Regions from separate parts of the Gossypium hirsutum genome. Here region 2 is linked to region 1. A link is a contact called in public Hi-C data. All regions are on one chromosome and are shown on one strand. The core of a region is the stretch at or near the end of the contact, and the rest is flanking DNA. Distances in the headings are between cores, read along the strand shown.

Evidence for each region. A called contact is a pair of places that touch in the nucleus more often than the background predicts.
Region 2: a Hi-C map of leaf shows a contact between it and region 1, with 3 times the contacts expected there. The contact joins the enhancer-like site here to the promoter of LOC107909731 in region 1. A contact is called at or near these places in 2 of 34 Hi-C or Micro-C datasets (both in leaf).

The regions. Positions count from the first base shown.
Region 1 is chrD02:58,444,439-58,451,881 of Gossypium_hirsutum_v2.1, forward strand. LOC107909731 reads left to right here and starts at 2,289. Exons shown (of 6, transcript XM_041088891.1): 1 at 2,289-2,607; 2 at 3,166-3,233; 3 at 3,332-5,462; 4 at 5,615-7,207. The coding sequence starts at 2,478.
Region 2 is chrD02:58,608,666-58,616,451 of Gossypium_hirsutum_v2.1, forward strand. No RefSeq gene overlaps it. Among protein-coding and RNA genes, the nearest start is that of LOC121215158, 30 kb to the right of the region's middle. Within about 2 kb of position 1,511, at least 3 of the 9 cell types and tissues checked have an H3K27ac peak or open chromatin away from gene starts, as enhancers often do. A contact at or near this core is called in leaf, where this site is marked.

The sequences.
Region 1 (7,443 bases), core at 1,039-3,538:
AATTTAGAGATTTTATTAAATAAAATTAGAAAAGGTAAACTATAGTCACAAATCTTTGGTGAATTTTCTCTTTTTTTTTTTGCCATTAAACTATGAAAAGTTATGTTTTGGTCATTAATATTATCGAGTTATAATGTTTTGGTCTCTCATCCTGCCATTAAATCCATGAGGAAAAAGTGATTGTGGCACTTTAACTCAAGGGTTAATATCTAACTTGACCCTTGAACTATAGCAAAACATTCAACTTGGTCCTTTTACAATTTTTTTACTCATAATTCTAAAACAATTATTGGGAAATCCTAAAAATATAAAAAGTTCTTTAAAAATTAAGAAAAATATTTATTTTTAAAACTATAAAAATATTTTTTAAAATTAGAATTATGTAAAAAATCATAAAATCCTTTAAAAATTTCATTATTTATTTCTTAGAAATTATATAAAAAAATTAAAATTGTAATCATGTAAAAAAATTGACGGAAACAACAACAAATTATTAAGTAGTGGAGTAAGTTTTTGTTTCCATAATCCAAACCCAATAATGTTACAAAAAACCAAACAAAAGTTGTTAGATAAACAACAAATTGGATGAGTGTGTAATGTATATGTGAGGTAAATTATTGTAAAAACATCAAACTTCAGCATAGTCATCGTGATATGCGCATGAAAGAGATAGACCCCATCATGAATCACATTTCTAAGCTTTAGCAAATATTTCATCTCCTCCGCGCTGCCTCACACCGCCACCTGCAGCCTCCCATTTGTCTTCCGCACATGGAAAAACAAATTACATGCTATTGCTGCTGCTACCTGAATTAAACATTACATCAGCCATATCTGCTACTGTCAGATACTCGACAACATCCCTTCCATATCAACTAACCGTAGCGGAGCCACCTCCTGCCGATGAACCAGCACCGCCACTATCTCTTCCACCTAAATCTGAACCAAGACTAAATTCCATTGAAAGCCAGCTTCCAAAAGGAACTCTTGATGATAATGATGAAGAAGTTCGTTTTCTAGTTATATATTTTATTAATTTTAATTTTTTTACATAATTATATTTTAAAAATATTTTTAAAAAAATGAATTTTTAGAATTTTTAAATATTTTTTTGATATTTTTAATTTTTAAATAAAATTTGGAATTTATGATATTTTAAAGGATATTTTGATTATTTTTAAGATTTTTTACTTTATTATAAGTTTTAAAAAACATATTTTTAATTTCAAAAAATAAATAATGAAATTTCAGAATTTTTTAAAGATATTTTTGATAAATTTTTAGAATCATCATTAAAAAAAAAGTTGTAAAAGGACTAAATTAAATGTTTTAGCTATAGTTTAAGGGTTAAATTAGATATTAACCTTTAGATTAATATGCCATGTAACTTTTTCGTTAAGGATGTAACCCTCACTAACGAACGAGTGACCAAAACTTTATAACTTGATAATAATAGTAACCAAAACGTAAATTTTTATAATTCAGTGGCAAAAAGAAAAAAAAATTGAATAAAGTGACTACTTATGTAGTTAACCCATAAAATTATTATAGGAAAGAATTATTTAAATTAATTTTTTATGTAACATACTGTAATAAAGTAAAATATAAATTATTAAAGTAAATGAATAAGATTTTTAAACTAATTTTCATAAAATTAAAAATATTAAATAGAAAACACATGTTATTTATATAAAGTTATACAGATGTCGAAAGTGTAGACTATCCATATCGGATTTTTGTCAGCTTCGGTTATATAAGAAATAAAAAAAAAGGTAAAAGTAATTTCTCACGATTTTAGGAAGATTTAAATTTTTACGCAATTAATAATTTTTTTTAAAAACAATCAAATAATTCTTCAAAAAAGGTCAAGAGAATATTACTTTTTCAGTGAGAAACTTTGACTTTTGTTATTTATATAAGATTATATTTACCCAAGTATTTAGAAAAATGGGGAAGGTGAATTTTTATAATTAAAAACAAAATATGAAAATTAGTATTTTTATTATCTTTAATATAATTGGTATTGAAATATATTTAAGGTAAATGATTAAAAATATAATCAATTTAAAATTAAAAATACATTATATTTATTAAATAACACGACAAGGTATTCAAGTGTAAAAAAAATAAAAAAAAAATTCTCACTATGATATATCCAATAATCATAAAAAAATGGAGATTAGGTGAAGCCTAACCCAGTTCCTATTTATATGGGTTAAGTTTACTAATCTGGAACTCAAATATAAAAACAGGCCCATTCTCACTACTTCAGTTTTAAAGGACAAGACAGGCTTCAACATGTTCTAGTTAGTTTGTTTCGCATGCCGCCATTTAGGCCAAAGTCTGTTCGTCTTCCACACTAACAAAACCCCCCTCATTCCGCAAAACTCTACTTCCTTTTCCTTTTCCTTTTCTACTTAAAACTCGAAACCCTTTTTTCCCCGGTTCTAGGTCGCCGTCTTCCTTTGAAAAAGGAAATGGAAAAGCCGGATTCCACCTCCGGTTGCGGTTGTTCCGATGTCTACCACAGTATTTTCATTGATACCAACCTTGATACTCACCTCGCCATGATCGTCTCCGACTCCGAAACCGTTTCCGATCTTAAAAGTATGACTTTCTCCCTTTCCCCTCTCATCTTTGATTTCTTGGTGTTTTGGTTTACCATTTGTCTTTTTAAGTAAATTTTCATTCTTTGCTTTTGGAGGATACAAATTTATCTTCTTTAAAGTACTAAAGCAACGTTATGGGTTAGACTTTGTTTATTTTTCAATACCAGTTCAGAGTGTTCATCCATTTGAGACCTCAAGGATCAGAACTTGAATAGGAAATCTAAAATTTCCCCTGTAATTAACCTAAAATTGGGTGAATTGAAGTGCTGAAGTTGTTGTAGCCATTGAGAATTCCTCTAGAATGCTTGAACAGGAAGAAATGGTGCATTGTTTTGATATGTAGAATGTAGATATAGTTATGTTATGGAAGTTATGTATTATTTCTCCTTGTGCTTTATCATTCTCAAAAATAGTCACTGGTTCTAGTCGTCTAACATATTTTGATCTTAATTTAGTTTATCAACTTTTAGTAACTGGCGTATCAACTTCATCTTTAAGATCAAGTGATGTAAAGTTCTGTTTTAGTTAGTAATATCTATGTGCTGCTGATTTGCAGAAAAGATACTGTATGAACACCCGTTGTGCTTTCCCAACATTGGGGAGATAAAGATTAATGCGTTAAAGGTTGTTGCTGTATCTTGTACTGTTATGATGCTACTTGTTAAGGATGTCTTATTGTTGATTTAAAGTTTACATTGACATGGCTTTGTTAACATGAATAGGTAAAGCGCAAAGGATTTCTTTATCACCTTTCTGATTCCATGTTTGTGAAAAGTGCTTTTGGTGGAGTGAGCAGGAGTTGGTTTCTTTTGGTTGATGCCTCGAGTGCTAAAGAGCATAGGGAAAATCATAATTCCATTGAACCTGATGCTGGCAACATTGTATCCTGCTTCGGTACCGGAATTAATAATTATTCGGTTGATGTTGTTGATCTTCTACCTGTTGATACAGCCAAAAGATTGTCCAATGTCAATGATGCACCTTTGCCACAAGACAGAGATGACTGTCATGCAAAACAGAATTCTGCATCTCAACAGTTTGGTTTTAGTAATTCCACCAAAGAAAACTCAGAAAATTTGTGTAAGGAAGCTGAACATACAGCTGATAGTAATAATCAGGTTTCGTTCCCTGCTACCAACACGGGGTCAAGGCCGAAGTTACAGTCGAAAGATGTTGGAGATGACAAAATATTTGAAGATCTAGAAGCTTCTGTGGCTACATCTGTTTTAAAGGAAAAGCAGAAAACTAAAAAGAGAAACAAATATGCCATCCACCATGATTCTAAAGTAAATGGTGCTTTAGTTGTTGAATCTGGGAAAGATGCTTTGGATTCGGGCTGTGTACTTGAGGAAAATTTGATTCATAATGGACCAAGTTTGGCTTTGAATGACGCAAATCTGGGAAACCAAATTCATGTGGATGAAACCTCTCGGAGTTTGTCTTCTGACAGAAATAAGAGGTCAACTGCTAGGAAAAGGATGGCTGTTGAGGGAATAAACGTTCCAGGAGAACATTCTGAATTGGAAACTGATAAACATAAAGATGTTGCTCACAAGGACCAGGAACATGAGTCAAAAGAAGATTCCTTTCAATCTCGGCCTGCATCGAAGAAAAAGCGCAAAGCCGAGAAGAAAGATGTTAATGACAATTCTTTAATAGAAAATGGAGAACAAGTTACTGATCTCAATACTGCAACCTCTGACTGCACTTTAGGTCAGAAACTGGAAAATACGAGGGCTGTCGTAGACCCCTTGAATACTGAATCTGTAAAACAAAACCATTTGTCGACGGCCAATGCAAGCGGTGGGAAGAAGAACAGGAAAAGGCAAAAATCAAATCCTAGTCAAGTTGGTAGTGATGTCTCTTCTGCAAAAGATGTTCATGCGGAAACTTTTCAGGCTGTAGAAGCCAATAAAGACAAAGATTTGGGCAGTAAAGGTGATCCAGTTTCTTTTCTTGGAAAATGTTCTGCAGGTGGAGAAATATCTGAACCTGGTCTGATCTCTTCAATGAAAATGCAGGAAGTTAGTGAAACAAATCAAGTGCCCCAGAGAAACAAATATGCCATTCACCATGATTCTAAAGAAAATGGTGCTTTAGTTGTTGAATCTGGGAAAGATGCGTTGGATTCAGGCTGTGTACTTGAGGAAAATTTGATTCATAATGGACCAAGTTTGGCTTTGAATGATGCAAATCTGGGAAGCCAAATTCATGTGGATGAAACCTCTCGGAGTTTGTCTTCTGACAGAAATAAAAGGTCAACTGCTAGGAAAAAGATGGCTGATGGGGGAATAAACGTTCCAGGAGAACATTCTGAATTGGAAACTAATAAACATAAAGATGTTGCTCACAAGAACCGGGAACATGAGTCAAAAGAAGATTCCTTTCAATCTTGGCCTGTATCAAAGAAAAAGCGCAAAGCCGAGAAGAAAGATGTTAATGACAATTCTTTAATAGAAAATGGAGAACAAGCTACTGATCTCAATACTGCAACCTCTGACTGTACTTTAGGTCAGAAATTGGAAAATACGAGGGCTTTCGTAGACCCCTTGAATGCTAAATCGGTAAAACAAAACCATTTGTCGACCGCCAATGCAAGCGGTGAGAAGAACAGGAAAAGGCAAAAATCAAATCCTAGTCAAGTAGGTAGTGAAGTCTCTGCTGCAAAAGATGTTCATGTGGAAACTTTTCAGGCTGTAGAAGCCATTGAAGACAAAGATTTGGGCAGTAAAGGTGATCCAGTTTCTTTTCTTGGAAAACGTTCTGCAGGTGGAGAAATATCTGAACCTGGTCTGATCTCATCAATGAAAATGCAGGAAGTTAGTGAAACAAATCAAGTGCCCCACTCGGGGGGTAAGTTCCCACTTATATGCAATTTATTTACAGCCCCCCCCCCCGGGGTCCCCCCTGTCCCCAAAAAAAAATCTTTTCCATTTCAACCATAGGATTAATAGAAATAATACACAAGAAATAACCTTTTCTAGTATTAATACCGACTTTAGCAGGTTACAATGATATGGATGATACCAATGATGGCAACTTGAAAAGCAAAAATGAAGCAGCCCAACCGGATGTTGCATCAGCGATAAAGGCTAGAGATTCATATGATCAGATTTCCAGCCTTGTGGATGGCCATCCTGCACCTGTTTCACAAGAAGGAATTGATTTCCGGAAAGAATTTGGGGTATCAAGGCATGGAAATCAAAGTGGTACCCTGGAAGAGAAAATCGTGGAACCTAAGAAGTCTTCCAAGAAAGTAAGGAAGTACAAGAAGAGTAAGGATCCTGTTGGAGGGACAGAAGCAGTAGATGTAGTACATAATAGAGGTCCTGCAAGTGATTTATCTCCTGTCGAGCGTCCTACCTTTGTGAATGGTGACCATTTGAGTGATAATGCTGAGCAAGGCAGCAAAACTGATGGAAAAGAGGAATCAAAAATGAAAAAATTAGACTGTTCGCCTTCAGTTACTGATGTGAAAGCTGACGATGTGATTCAGGATGTGCTGGAGTCCTTGAAGCAATGCGAAAATGGTCCAGCAAGTGCAGAAAAAACGGACAACAGACCAAGGAAAAGAACTAAGAAGAAAAGTTCTACTGTAGTGGCCCCTCCAGAATTGGAAGGAGAGGATGATGTTGATCACCGGGATCCAACAGTCCTAGTTCATAACGTGAGTGAGGTGAGTGCCTCATCTAAATCCACAAGGAAGACTGTGATGCTAGATTCAAACTCTGCTGTGCAATTGAATGGATCAGATTTGGGATCTAATCGAGATACAATTAAACCACAATATGACGGAAGGCTTATTGAAGATGTTGTCAGTGTAGATCACTCTAAAAGCACTCGTGTAGATAATCATGAAATTGACGACCCCTGTGGAAATGGAAGGGTCAAAAGCCAACAGAAACATGAAATTGTTAATTCTGGTAAGATTATCATTGATAAGGCCACGCGCAAAACAGGAGTGGAAACTGTGGTGAAAGGAAAAAAGAACTCTAAACCTGGACTATCTTCAAAGATGTTAAATGGGAATCAAGGCAAGGACGCAAAAGCTCAAGCAGCCAAATCTAGCTCCATCCAATCTCAAAGATCTTCGTCGAAGGTTGAACCAAGTAGCTCCAATGTTAAATCTAATAAGCCACTTTTGACCATTTCTGAAAGTGCGGCAAAAGAACCTCTGCAACCTAATAAATCTGACAAAATTGATTCCACACCTAAAAGTACTCAGGGGCCCATTAACGTCAATTCTTCAAGGTCATCAAGAGATTTAAAGAAAAATAACCCTCACGCTGTATCAAGCTCCGCCTTGGAAACACCCAAAAGTACTCCTAATCTAAAGAACGGAGGTAATGGGCATCGACTTCCTCTGGATATTGCCAAAGCTATTGAAAGTAATAGCAGGAAAGTTGGAAACAACTTGGCAAATAAGAAGAATTTACTGGGTACCACAGGTACAATATTTGGGCATGATGATAAGGAGAGCTCTGATGACGAAGATGGAATAGGCAATTCGGATTCCAGCACGAAAACTCCATCTGATAGTTCATCATCATCCGACTCTTCAGGCAACAGTCATGTGAACGGCAGTTCATCACCAAATGGTAATTCATATTCTTTCTCACAGATTTATTAGTTCTTAAAACCCACTCTCTATGCATTGGCACGTTGAATCATTATTTGCTCATGTTAATGTGTTTCTTCTTCAAAGTGCCTAACTGATATTGTTTGTTTGCATATGATAGGGTTATTTTACCTTTTCTCACATGTGGTTTTTGATAGATAAACAAATTTGAAGATTTAACTTAATTAGCATTTTCTTGTTGTTTTATTGCAGCAT
Region 2 (7,786 bases), core at 261-2,760, 160 kb after region 1:
ATGAATATATTAAATTAAAAAACAGCTTACAAGATTGTGAAGATGTACAATTTTTAATTTTTTTCATTACATTATACTAAAAATTGATTGATTAAAAAGTATATTTTAAAAAATATTTATGACAAAAGAAATATAGATACTTAGTACCACGCATGTATAACCTTAAAAGAAAAAAAGAAGGTTTCAAGTTTTTGTATTCTTTTGAAGTTTTAGTTTGAGACATTGAGTGATTATATTTTTTTCTAATTTGAAAATTTTAGTTCTTTTGTGTACGTTAGTGGTTGTTATAAAAAAAAGTAAAATATATTTTTAACTCTCAATATTTACATTTTTTTATATTTGGTTCTTACCCTTTAAAAATAGATAAATAAGTTTAAAAATTACTTTTTCATATTTTAAATTAAAACATAAAAAATTAAAAAATATATTTAAAAAAAATTAAAATTATGAAAAAAATAAGTCATTTAAAATATATAAAATTTTCAAAATGCAATGTTATCTAAACTAGACTAGTTAGTCGAATTGGTTAGATCGAAAAAAGGCTAGGTTATTGATCCGGTGGGAGGTAAAAAAACCATTTGATCAATGAATTGGTACGAACGGGTTAAATTAGACTAAAAAAACTTTTTTTTTTGAAATTTTGGCAATGTGTCTAGAACTGGATTGATGGTTGAACTAGTCAAACCAATTAGTTCCCATTCGAATGGTCCAATCGGTTCAAAACAAATAAATTATTAAAAAATAAAAATATACAAAATTATAAAAATAGGTTTCAACCGGTTTTTTAGCTCTATTCAACCAGCTCGTACCGGTTTACAGGTCAACCAAGTTTTTACTTCTCATTGGATCGATACCCCAGTTGATTTTCGATCCAATCTGGTTTAGACAACATTGAATTTTGGAATTTTTTTATATTAATTTTTATTTAAATAATTTTTATTTTTCATAATTTTAGATTTTTAAGTATATATTTTTAAATTTGTTATGATTTTATTTAACACATGATAAAATTTAATTTTTTATTTTTTATTTACTTTAAAGTGTAAGGACTAAATTGATAAAAATTATAAATATTGATGGCTAAAAAAGTATTTTATATTTTTGATAAGGGACTGAGATTTTCAAATAAAAAGACAAAAGGATTCAATATTTCAAAGAAACATTTCACATATTTAAAAGAGAGTAAAATTTACAATTCAGAATAAAAGTAAAAAAGAATTACTTTGCAACAATGAATTGTAGGGATAGACACCAATAACCATGTTTTCCTTTTTTATTTGCTTTCCATTATATATGTATTTTTTAAGAGAATCAATTTCACTATTTGTAGAAGAAAGTAAGTCACTAAACATTAAAATCCCATTGTAACAAATTCAATTCCTTCAAAAACACCCTCTTATTTTCCTACCAAAACAAAAAAAAAAAAAAAAACGGTGCACAATAAATAGGGACGAAAGAAGTTGAAATTTTAATAGAACAAGAAAATAGTGATACCCTGTAGAAAATGCAAGGCCTTCCCCAACCTTGGCTATCTGGGCCACTTGTGGGCTTTAAATTTGTGAGCTTAAATTAGAATAGTTTAGAACTGAAAATATGTAAAAAATCACTTTAACTTTTCAGTGTAATTAATTATTATTTTTAACTTCCCTAATTTTTTTATATATAAAATGAGATCACATTACATCAGAAAAATCGTGTAGAGATTCAAGGATTTCATCCAGGGCTACATGAATGAAACATTGTCCAAAGGTCTTGAGAATGTCAATTTTGCCAAACCATCCGTTACCTTATTGCCTTCTCTAAAAATATGTAGTAAGTGAATAGTGCAATCTCGTTGGAGAATCTCTTTGATGAAACGGATCATAAAAGATTCACATTGCTTCCTTACTATATGTCTCAAGCACCACTTTTTTCAAATCCCTAAATCTAGTATTTTTTTGAATCCAAGAACCCACGCAATACTAACATGATAGCCAAAATGCTTTTATCAGTTGTGGGCTCCTTGGCCGTCCGTTAATTCTACAGGACTGTCCATATCCAACTTTATTCATGTGAGATTGTTTAAGTCCATAAAATGATGATGCAAGTTAGAGAAATGCAATTAGGCATCACACTAAAATATAAGGATCTTTGGTACAGCCAAACAATTAGTTCCATAAACTACCAATTGAGCCAATCATTAGGAATTGGTTGACTTCTTCTTCCTCTCTAAATTATTCAAGGGAATGTTAGGAGTTATATAATTAAAGTTTAGAAAATCAAATATTTAGCAACCCTATTTTATATTAAAAAAAAGAAGGGAATAAAGTTGACAAACAAGATGTGTTATTTGTTCCTTGCAGTAATTACGTACTTTTTTGGATTCTTGTCAAACAATCAATCTATTAGTATATTGATGTTTAGCATAATAAGAATCATTTTTGGAGTTTTCTTTTCGTATCACCCAAGTTTGATAGGCTCCTTAATTTGTCTTTTAATTTTGTTTTTCCGCACAAGGAAAATTTCACGCATAATATACATGTGGATTGTTATGTAAATGATATGTCGGCACTAAAATTTAATTAATGATTTTTAATTTTTAAAATTTTAAAAAATTAATTAGATGCTAATATGTCATCCACATGTATACCACATCAGCAAAGTTAAAAAACGTTAAAATTTTCATCTATTTTGGAGTGATTTGATAAAAAAAATGTAAGTTCAAAAGCTAAAAAAGATAAAAAAAATATTAAATGAATGGCTAAAATAATTTTTTCTATAAAATTAGAAACCAAATAAATCATTATACCAAAATTTAATTAAGTTGAATTAAAATACATTATCCTATTATAAAAAAGAGAAATGAAAAGTGAAATTAAGGATTTGAATAAATAAATCTTATATCCAAGTTGTTGGCGTTTATGGGCTATTTTTTTAATTGGATTAAGAATCCACAAATATTTTTTGTAAATAGAAATTAAAAGGTATAAAAATTAAATTTATTATTAGATGTGAAATATAATCATTAAATCTAAGGTCTCATTTGTAGTTAATATATATATTTACATGAATAGCCCTAAATAACATTTCACCCTCACAATTTAAATCCAATTTTTTTTTTGCATTTTTTTGGGGTGTGTGTGTAAAGGTGTGACAATTATATGGAATATGATTGTGGCATTCACTTAATAAAGTGACGGCGCTGTTAGTTTTCATCAAAACAGAATTTTTATACTTAATTCTGTTGTGAGGGGAAAATGAAATGACATTAAGCAATTATTAGATTCAATCCAGATTTGGCATTTTAATATTTTTTACATTTAGGTAGTCGAAATGGGAAATGGGAAATGGATCTGGATTCAGCCTGTGCCAATTTATAAGCAAACAGGGAAATAAAGGTGTCATTTTCATGTATTGGGAAGGCACATGGCATGTTGTTCATCCCATGTGATGTTTTGACCCAATTTATTAATTTCATCCATAAAACTACCCTACTCATATATGTATATCATGCGTATAAAGACTATAGACTTTTGCTTTTATTACTAAATCAGAGAAAAAATGATGATTAAATAATAAATGAAAACATAAATGTATAGTTATAATGAAAATGCAAAAAGATGGTGGGATCATCAGCATTAACCAAAGACATGTGGAGTGGGATTAAAGTAGTGGTGAATTGTATTCGACAACATTGCCCTTTTTGTCAGTCTACAAAGTTAAGAGAGTTGCACCGCATACACCGATGGGATTTAAGAAACCCTGTGAAAATGGGAATGGGGTTGGGTTTCAGAGGTGGAGAATGCGGGGGAACAAGGTTCACATGGGAGAACGTGCTTCCCTACCATCAGTTAAACGGTCGGTACGGTCTCATGCATGTGCCCATTTCTATCTTCAATCTCTAAATACCCACCTATAGATTTAAGATTAAAAAGTTTGGTCTTGGCACCATTAAAATGATTTAAAAAAAAAAACTTGAATATGTTGAGGATTGGATCTCCAACACGTTAGGTTTTGTATCTCAACCATGTGTAATGTTTACGTTTTCGCTCTATCAACTTATTTTCTCAGAGAAAAACAAAACAATACCTGAATCCAATAAATTATTATAAACAATAGGATCTCAAATCTGCATTATTTTCACATTGCAAGTCCCCACTCCATATTCCATGTGTTTGCTTCAAATGTTCACATTTCATTTCATTCATTTTAATGTTTCTAATAAATTTAGCAAACTATTTTCTTTTTCATAAAATAAAATTAGCTGTATATAGAATTTGAGGGTTAATTAATTATATATTCAGAACGCACATGTCATTTTGCCAAAAATTTTTCCCCTTTTTTGATGTAACATTTTGCAACTTTAAAGGTTAAGTACTTTTTATTATGATATTTAAAAAAATGCATTAAATCATTTATTATTAAATTAATGAAATCTTTTTTTCTTGGATATAAAATTGAAACTACCAACCGTAGTACATAAGTTATAACCATGTTGTTGATCTGATTATCCATATGTTGTCCTCATCAATCAGTTATCTCTGTTGAACAAATAATAATAATAATAATAATAATAATAATAATAATAATCATTTATCTCTTAACCGACATTGGAATGCTAAACTGACACTGTTGGGAATTGTCACTTTTTTATTATTATATATTTTATGGAAACATTAATCTAAATTTGCTGGTACTACTACTAACTAACTAATAAAGTTCTATATAAAAACCATGAATATTATTTTTAAAGTATTTATATATATTTTTTATATTTTCATAACTTCAGAAAAATGTATAGGTAAATTACACTATCCATTACGGCAAATTTTTTTTCACTCAACTAATAAAATTTATTATTATTTTTATTTCTTTTGTTAAGTGTTTTTAAGTCTACGATGGATTGATGATGTTGTGATTTTAAATTTTGGATAGTAATATATTTGATCTCCCATGGTTATACATTTTATTAATTTAGTTTATAAAGAAATTCACCTTTAACATTTATAAATTATTTTAATTTAGTCCTTGATTCTAATAAAATTATAAAACTTTTTAATTAAAATTTTAAAAAATCATACAAAATACATAAAAAAATCTAAAATTATATTATAATAAAATTTTACAAAAAAAATTCCCACATATTCAGGTTGCAATCTCTCCAAACTTTCATCAATGCTTTTAATTACTCTCTCAACACTGAAATTAAAACCTTCACGATATCTTCCACATTTTGTCGAAATTATATATTCACTTCTCGTAACTCCAAGAGCTTTAAGTCCCTTACCAAGCATCTCTCTGACAATGTACCTCCATAATACCTTCAAATCATTAACCAATACATATAATTCATCAAATTAAACCAAAAAAAAAAACTCAATCAGTTAAAAGTGAAGAAAATTGGCCCTACGGAGAGATGTCGAAGAAGTTTATTATGAGGCGTAAGGCTTTGTGCATGAGGCGACAATATCGCTTCCGAAAACGAGATCAAAGACGCTGTTGAGAGGGCAGCTCTGGAGCCCACCCTGCTGAGCTTGAGGCTCATGTTTTCAAGAGGTCTTATTTCTAGTTAAGGAACAACCATATTTATCTAGGGTTTTTATTCAAAGGGTTAATATGTAGTTTTTCTATTGATCTTATCCAAAAGTACTTAATTATTATTTGAACATTTTTTGAACTTATTTGGTATCCAAAAGTATTAACACCGCTAGTTTATATTGACGTGGCACTGATCGTCAATCCAATGGTAACGTGTAGCAACCTCTCAGTATACCACGTGGTGGATAAAAATTTAAAATTTAAAAATCTTTAAAATATATAATTAATAAAAAAACATATATATTCTTTTAATTTGTACACTAATTTGTCCAGGTTCATTCTAGATATATTTTTAATAAGTTTATATATTTTTATTTTTATAAAATATCAGGTTATTTATATTATTATTTTTAAATTAAAAATATATAAAGTTTTAAATAATTTTAAAATACATAAATTAATAAAAAAATATATAATTTTTTTTACATCAAGAATGACCCTAGTTTCATTGTAGATGTGCATTTTAGTTCTTTCATATATTTATATATTGAGTAAGTATTTGGGCCATTGACAATGTACTTTTTTTTATCCCACAACCTTAAAAAATTAATACGTGACTCTTTTTTTTTTAAAAATATTTATGTTTTAATATTTTACTATACCTCTGTAGGACACTTGTCAAACCCTTGACCCTACTGACAGTGTACCAAATAATTTTCCTTAGATATTTTTATATAATTTTTAAAATTTTAAATTTATGCATTACAAAGTTTTATATATTTTTCAAAATATTATAGGTGTTATAAAATAAAAAGAGATAGAGAGAATAAAAAACAAAGAAAATATGAAAGCAATAGAAAATGTACTTTATTGATCAAAAGGGATATTACAATGTTTCATCAGAGTCTCTATTTATAAGCATAAGAAGTATAAAAGAAGTAGAGATCTAATTCTAATAAATATTAGAATTTAAAGTACATTAAAACTTTGTCTTGATCATGACATCTACTTAATAAGATATTCATAACACTCCCCCTTGGATGACCATTTGTAGATAATGTGCCTCGTTAAAACCTTATTAGGAAAAACCCTGTGGGATAAAAAACCTAATGAAGGAAAAAGAGTATACAATCTTTTATTACAAGCTGCCTCGTTAAAAACTTGTACTAGGAAAACCTAATGGGACAAAACCTTGGTTAAAGGAAAAGAATACAACTTGTTTTTAGACTCCCCCTGATGACAACATTACATTACATATTTGAGTTGACGCATTTCAATCTTATGTAGTAGTCTTTCAAATGTTGAAGTTGGCCATGCCTTAGTAAAAAGATATGCTAAATTCTCACTAGAACGAATTTGTTGAACATTTATATCACTTCTTTTCTCAAGATCATGGGTGAAGAATAATTTTGGTGAAATATATTTCGTTCTCTAACCTTTAATATAACCACCCTTCAATTAAGCTATACATGTTGCGTTATCTTCGTATAAGATAGTTGACATCTTTTCCTGTAAAGGCAAATTGCATATCTTTTGGATATATTGGGTCAATAACCTTAGCCTAATACACTTTCAAATTGCCTCATGTAATGCAATTATTTCTACATGATTTGAAGAAGCAGCAGCTAATGTTTGCTTTGTTGAACGCCATGATATGACAATGCCCCCACATGTAAATAAATATCCTATTTGAGATCGACCTTTATGTGGATCCGATAAGTATCCAGCATCAACATAGCCAACTAATGTGGATTTTGAATCATTTGAATAAAATAACCCCATATTAGTAGTCCCTCTAAGATATCTAAATACATGTTTAATTCCATTCCAATGTCTACATGTTGGAGAAGAACTAAATCTTGTTACCAAGTTTACAGCGAAAGCTATATCAGGTCTTGTGTTATTTGCAAGATACATCAATGCTTCTATGGCACTTAAATATGGTACTTTAGGACCAAGAAACTCTTCACCATCCTCGCAAGGACGAAATGGATCTTTATTCACATCTAATGATCGTACAACCATTGGAGTACTTAATGGGTGTTCTTTATCCATGTAAAACTTCTTTAATATCTTTTCCATATAAGTTGATTAATGAACATGAATTTTATCTTTTAAATGTTCGATTTGTAAGCCAAGATAAAACTTTGTTTTTCCAAGATCTTTCATCTCAAATTCTTTCTTTAAACAATTTACTATATTTTGAAGTTATTCAAGAGTTCAAATAATATTTAGATCATCAACATAAACAACAATTATCACAAAATCT